2 separate regions of the Callithrix jacchus genome follow, and region 1 is linked to region 2. A link is a contact called in public Hi-C data. All regions are on one chromosome and are shown on one strand. Each heading gives the region's core, a stretch centred on a gene start, on an enhancer-like site or on the middle of the called end of the contact. The rest is flanking DNA. Distances are from core to core; before and after follow the strand shown. Region 1 overlaps LOC118147844 (a long non-coding RNA gene). Region 2 overlaps KLHL6 (kelch like family member 6).

Evidence for each region. A called contact is a pair of places that touch in the nucleus more often than the background predicts.
Region 1: a Hi-C map of skeletal muscle shows a contact between it and region 2, with 4 times the contacts expected there. The contact joins two enhancer-like sites. A contact is called at or near these places in 2 of 3 Hi-C or Micro-C datasets (both in skeletal muscle).

What each region holds. Positions count from the first base shown.
Region 1 is chr15:12,638,804-12,642,107 of calJac240_pri, reverse strand. The region is part of intron 5 of LOC118147844 (a long non-coding RNA gene); the gene reads right to left. Among named protein-coding and RNA genes, the nearest start is that of KLHL24, 29 kb to the left of the region's middle. Within about 2 kb of position 1,462, at least 2 of the 16 cell types and tissues checked have an H3K27ac peak or open chromatin away from gene starts, as enhancers often do. A contact at or near this core is called in skeletal muscle, where this site is marked.
Region 2 is chr15:12,544,619-12,548,265 of calJac240_pri, reverse strand. KLHL6 (kelch like family member 6) reads left to right here. Exons shown (of 7, transcript XM_078350247.1): 7 at 1-3,647. All of the region lies in intron 4 of LOC118147844 (a long non-coding RNA gene), which reads right to left. Among named protein-coding and RNA genes, the nearest start is that of MCF2L2, 43 kb to the right of the region's middle. Within about 2 kb of position 1,710, at least 1 of the 16 cell types and tissues checked has an H3K27ac peak or open chromatin away from gene starts, as enhancers often do. A contact at or near this core is called in skeletal muscle, where this site is marked.

The sequences.
Region 1 (3,304 bases), core at 213-2,712, 94 kb before region 2:
TGTGACTCAATGCAGCAAGAATCCTAACACAGCATAGAACGCAATGCTTGACCGTGGCGGAACCCTCTAACAAATGGTTGCTGTTCTCACTGTTGCCTTGGCCCATGAAGTCCATGAAGGTCATACCCCTAGCCTGGGGCATTCCCGAAACTCAGTCCGACTGTCCTTGAAATATTTGCTATTGGTTCTATCCATAGAGTACACCTGTGGTCCTACCCATCGAGTATACCTGTTTCTACTTCCCTCTCTTATTCATTAAGTCAGCCATTGATCCATTCATTATGTCCCAAACTAGGAAAAAGAGTTTCCTGTAACTGAAATCATCAGATAACAAGAGACACAGGGGTTCTTCAGTATCCCCAAAAGAGCCTTCAGTCGAAGCCAAGAGGGAGTGAGACAGGGGATCTGGTGTTGGTGCTCTATGAGGGAAGCCTTGTTCTGTCCCTGCGGTTAGCGTTCTCTTACCTTTGGACAGTGCTTAGCCAGGCTGTTCCCATCTGCTGTTGACAGCTAATGGTCTTTTACAGGCCTGAGCTGATTCATGTCCTGCTTGACCCTGACTGATTCTCACATCAGCCTCCTGGACTTGTCTGTCCTTGGCCTAACTTTAATTATTCAGTAACAGCTGCTGCCTCCTTCTCTGGTGCAGCCCCAAGCTGGGCCTGGCTTCCAGCTGGCTTGATGAGAGCAGGCCTCCAGGGGAGCTGGAAGATAGATTCTGCATGTCTTTGCAGAGGGGTGTTTTCCCTGATAGCATATCCCCTTGGAGTGGCAGAGAATTACTCTTCTGCAATCTTTGCCATTCGCAGAAGAGTTTTCTTCTATCTGAGTTCACCATTGCCAGAGAAGGCCGGAGGAGCAGTGTTTATCACATAAGGAAAGTGGCCTTGGATGTGAATCACCCTCATCCGGCAGTGAACCAAAAACACCACTCATTCTGCCTCTCCTGAGAACCAGAGCCAAGAAATTACAAACTGCATTAATGTGCTAGAAAAATACCCCAGCAAAGGCTTCAGGGCGGGGAGTGACTGGGGTCAGCGCTATGTCATTAGTCAGGTCTCAGGCAACAAGGCTGAAGTCTCTTCTTTTAGCAGCCTGTGGGTCCAGTAATACTGGGAATGTGCCTCCATGGTGTTAAGAAGGTGGGATGAGGGACTCAGGGAGGAATGAGTGCTCCTGGGCCTGGGACTAAGCATTCCAGGTGGCCCGGTGCCATTCTCAGGACTGGAGATAGTTCTACTTGCAGGAGTGGAGCCAGGGTACAAGGATCACAGTCAGGTCAGATGGGGGAGGGCTGTTCGCTTGAAGCAACCTGATGCCACGTGGCCAGGGTGGGGAGCTGAAATCACCCCCAGAACAAGCAGCATAAGCAGAATGAAGAAAGTGTGAGGAATGGCCACAGGGGCTGGTTCCACAGGAAGGCTGTGGACAGCCGATCTGTGAGGGGTTTCCTTCCCTGTGGGGCTGGTGTGATCTGGGGACGGATGTGAGGGTTTAAAGTAGCTGCATAGGGCACAGCTGGAAGGTTGAGCCTGGAACCTGGTGGCAGGGGACTCCCTCAGTTTCGTAGGGCTGTGGCAGTGTAGGACTGATCCAATTCCTGACATAGTCTGCTGCTCTAACTGCAAAACTCTCTTCTGTGGATCTGTAGGATTTTTTTTTTTTTTCAGACGGAGTCTCACTCTGTCTCCCAAGCTGGAGTGCAGTGGCGCAATCTTGACTCACTGCAACCTCCGCCTCCCGGGTTCAAGCAATTCTCCTGCCTCAGCCTCCTGAGTAGCTGGGACTACAGGCACATGCTACCATGCCCAGCTAATTTTTGTATATTTAGTAGAGACATGGTTTCACCATATTGGCCAGGATGGTCTCAATCTCTTGACTTCATGATCTACCCGCCTCCGCCTCCCAAAATGCTGGGATTACAGGTGTGAGCCACCACGCCCGGCCTGATTTTTTTTTTGGTTTTATTTCCATGATCTGTGATAACAAAGTGTGGACTGTTCTCACCCCAAACGTAACTATGAAATTTGCAAGCCTATAAACAACCACCCCGACGTTTTAGTTGCTTTTCTCAGGTCCAAGATGAAGGCTTTGGTGTCTCACCCACGCTGAGCTCTGGGCTGTCACAGAGGCACAGTTGCTCGATTTTAGACAGTCTCCGATCTCTTTATCAAGATCAGCTACAGCCCTGCAACCTTCTGATCCACAAATCAGGCGGCGATGGCTTTGCTATCTGTCTTCCATCTTTTCTTTATATCTATCTGTGATGCCCTTCTCAAATATTTTTCGTCATGCCATCTAATCCTTTTGTTGTCTACCAGCAGAAAATAAAACCTTAAATGTTTTTTAAATGTGATTTTGTGTGTGTGTGTGTGTGTGTGTGTGTGTGTGTGAACAGAGGAAATCAGAGAGAGCTGTGATAAACCTGAGAAAGACGACAACATTTTGAGGAATATCTGACCACTGGCTGAATTTGAACAATAATAATGTGATGGCAATAGCAGCCGAGAGATCCGGGCTCCAGTCCTACTTGAGCCTCCAGTTAACAGCATGACCCCTGAAATCACTCAGCCTCTCTGAACCCCATCTGTCAAATGAAATAGTGACTAGGTCACGGCTTCTCAAGTTGTAACATACACTCAAATTACTGGGCTTTGTTAAAATGCAGATTCTGATTCAGTAGGTCTGGGATGTGTCCTGAGACTCCCTCCGCATCGGAGATAATGCTGTTGCTGCTGGTCAGACTTGCCTAGCAAGGGCTTAGAGGACCTCCAAGTAGTTCTCAATCCTAGACATATATCAGTATCTCCTTGGGAGTTTTAAAAGTACCAAGACAGGGCCGGGCGCGGTGGCTCACGCCTGTAATCCCAGCACTTTGGGAGGCCGAGGCAGGGGGATCACAAGGTCAAGAGATCGAGGCCATCCTGGTCAACATGGTGAAACCCCGTCTCTACAAAAAATGCAAAAAAAATTAGCTGGGCATGGTGGCGCGTGCCTGTAATCCCAGCTACTCTGGAGGCTGAGGCAGGAGAATTGCCTGAACCCAGGAGGCGGAGGTTGCCGTGAGCCGAGATCACGCCATTGCACTCCAGCCTGAGTAACAAGAGCGAAACTCCGTCTCAAAAAAAAAAAAAAAAAAAAGAAAGTACCAAGACAAAATACTCCTGCCCGGGCCCTACTTCCAGACAGAAGGATATAACTGGTTTGGGTTGGGATCCAGGCATCATTCTCTTTACGAAAGTTCTGACAAGGTGCAGTGGCTCAAGCCTGTAATCCCAGCACTTTGGGAGGCCAAGGTGGGTGG
Region 2 (3,647 bases), core at 461-2,960:
TCTACTTGGTTTTTTAATTAGTGTAGCTCAGCTGTGACTTAAAAGAACAGAATCTGTCCTTCACTGTAAGAGTTAGAGCTCTGAAATGAGCTCACTGGAAATTCCTTCTAATCCCCAAGCTGGAGAAACAAGTTAAGAGATCCTGTTTCATATGCTGTATTTAAAAAGCAACAATGATAGCGACATAGTGCCTGCATTACCCAGTGGACTTTATTTTCACCTATGATTTCAGTTCTCTTTATAGAGTTTATTTCATAGCCAGAGCGGCCTGATCCTCTCAGCAGTTTGGGAAGTTAGAGTATTGGAGTTGACAGTGAATTTAATTTTCATTAAAAAGTCACGGTTAGAAGCTAGTATCTGAAACAGATTTTAAACCCCTGGAAACTTAGAGGTGAGATTTCTGTTTATGCCAGATTGTTGAAGATAAATATAAATGTGTATTGGTGTGTGAAAGGCTCTTGCCTTAAAGGCATGACAGTTCAGCTCTCTGCTGTGAAAAGTAAGACAGAGCAATATAAGCATACTTGTGGAAATTTAGGACAAACTATCACTTACTCATGAGCACTGTAATAACCATCACAGCTGCCAATGCAAGCAATGTCATCTAGGTCAGTTCAGCAAACATTCATGGAGTTCTTCATGTTTTTCAAGCCTTGAGGACACCAGTGAATATCAAATCTCCATGCTAGTCACTAATACGGAAAAATAGGCCACTAGTTATATTCTTGTTTTTCTTTTCTTCAAGTTAGCTAAAATTAGGTCATATGAAGTTATGAGGCTGGATCCAAGTCTCGATTGCCTCAAAGGGTCAAGGTGGTAAGCAGTGCAGGAAAGTCAACCAGTGGCCACTGCTTACATGTTTGTCTTTCCAAGGTCGCCACCAGAACCATTTGTGAACTACAGGAAAAAAATCAGTGTTGCTCCAAACACTACTGCAGGGAGGAACTTCTGGAGATGGCGGTATTGGCACACACAGCGAGCCTCCCCTCAAAAAGAGCGCGCTCCTTGTCAGGGAGCGGCTGGCAGGCCTTCGATAAGACCGATTGGCAAACTTCGAGCCCATCAACAGGTCAACCCTATACTGAGTTAGGTCAGTTCAGGTCACTCCTATACTGGGAAAGTGAGGATTTGGAATTTCTGTGCTCTAAACCTGATTGTAAATGTAGGACCCAAGTTTTTGGACTACTTCAGAATACCTACATGAATCATGGAAGCAGTTTTTATGATTTCTTATGGCACCAGATATGCAGGTGAATTGCGGAAAATTTCATGTAGCTGGCACCAAGCAATAGGGATTCCTAATGATGGCATGGGGTAGGGAACAGACACACCTATTTACAGGGTTCTGTACTTGAAGCTGCCCTTGAACTCAAAGCCAGTCTGTAGCTCTTAGAGAAAGTAAGTTCAAGTCATTTGGGGGAAACTTAAGTATAGTCATCAGGGTTTTGGTTTCTAGGCACTTGCCAGGGATGAGAGCTTCTAAAATCTGAAATCCATTCCAAGAAATAAAGACAAACACATTTGCAGGAAGGTAACTGTTATCACCCACACCGTCAGTTGGGGGAAAGCCAAGCTGGGAATTAACCCAGAGACAGAGAGCCCTCAGACTCGGGCAGGACGTGGCAGGGTGTTCCAGCACAGCAGGCTGGATAAGGCAGATCCTAGGAGTGGATCGAGCGCCCCAGGCTGGGAAGACACAGATGGGGTAGGAGGAGGTCAGGTTCCAAGGATGATATGAGGGGCCCTGGAGTTTGTGAACTTGACTCTAGTCCCAAGAAGGGTAAGGGAGAATTCCAGGCAAGGAAATAAGGAAGGAATCCACTTTTTAGAGCAGAGGCACAAGTTGGAGCAGGCTCAGCATTTGGGCCCACTTGCTGTGGGGCCTCTGAGCTGCTCAGCTGGGTCTCCTGTCCTAGAGAGAAGGTGGCCCAGAGTTGTGGTGGAGCAGAATCTGTAGATGAGGTGAAGGGACCCTGGTTGCCAAGGCTAATCTAAAACAGCAGGGAGCTAAGCTCATCACAACACCAACAGGTTCATGTTCTTAGCTTTCATCTATTCTGATCTCAGTGGCTTCAGGAAACACACACATACACCATGCCCTTGAACTCAAAGCAAACTATGCACTCAGGGAAATACAAATATCATGTTCTTATAGCTGTAAAGTATAGCTTAGCTGTTTATAGAAGTTGTTGAGGTACTGTTGTTATTTACTTAGCCTGTTTTATTTTGAAAAATAAATGTACTCAATAGAATTTTAAACTTTGTAAACACCACAGGGATTTCTTGTGTAAGTCCCAACGTGGGTTTGCAAACTCATTTTTTCCCTTGGTATCTAGGTGTTATATTACATCTCGTAATTTTAAGAGACAATCTTTATAGAAATCCACACATATCCAAATATGGCTACTGCAAAACCAGTTTTGACAGGTCAGATTTTCATATGTAGCGGCATAAATAGTCAACACTCAGTGAACAAAATCCTTTAAGCATTTTGGTTACATAAAGTTACATAAAGTTGTGTATTTTAGGTGATCAAAGAAGAAACTATATTGTTTATAGGTTTTAAAAACCAACCCAATAAAGTTTTTATTTATTCAATAAAATATGCACAGAATGGCTGAAAATGTGCTCTATACAATCACAAGGTGATTTTTTTTTTTTTTGCTGTTTTTGGTGTATATAAATAAGTCGTGTCTGAATAAAAATTAATTTAGAGAACAGAAATTTAAATCAGTTCAGTCGGTTCAAGGGGTTTTAGGTAAGTTCATAGGTTAACATTCACCAGGCTTGATTTCTAAAATGTCACAGAGTAGACAGCGTTTCCCTCCCTAACGATGCATTGCCTGGCTGAGCAAGCTTTCACCAACCTATATGCAAACTGTGTGACTCTCCTCTTGTCCGGCCTCACCTCTTCTTACTGGAGACCCCATCTAGGCTTTTGATCTTGGGTCTGCCTCTCAGCTCACCTCCACCATGGCTCCTGTGTTGTCTCTGAAGCCCTCCCTCGTCTGTGCTTCTCAAATTGGGACACACGTAACTTGGGGTATGAGACTTCCCTCTGACCACTGGAAACCTTGTCATCAATTTAGTTTGCTTTGGTTGCAATGCAAGAGTCCTATGTATCCGAAAAGGAAAATTGAGGTTTTAAAGAAATCTGGGGTTCCAGGAATAGCTTCAGACCTTTCCCTCTGGGCCTCCCCAGAGGTAGCTGTTCTGCCTTAAGAGTTCTTGGTGGAAACCTTGGGAAGCACAGGCCCAGCTCCCTCACTGGTTGGGGGGTATTCTGGGGTGATCTTGGGCTCCGGATCTGACTGCCAGAGCACCAGCTGTGAGTCCAGCGGAATTCTGACCTTAACTTTGCTGCTGAGCCTTCCAATTACCCCACTGGGTCTAAGTGATAATGTCATGTCTGGGCAGTTTGGCTGGGACCAGGCATCTGCCCAGCTTGTCTTGGCACCTCCCAGTGCACCTGCTGCTCCCTGCTGGTGTGTGGCACCTCCTACACCAGCCTCCTTTTCACTGGATGTGCAGCCTTCATACAGGATCCCAGTTCTCTCCTGGCCCTCCGGAGGCCCGTGCCTCATTTTCCCACCCTGCAGGTGGCCATGCTTGAAGACTCAGTGTTAGGGACGAACCCAGGCCTGGCC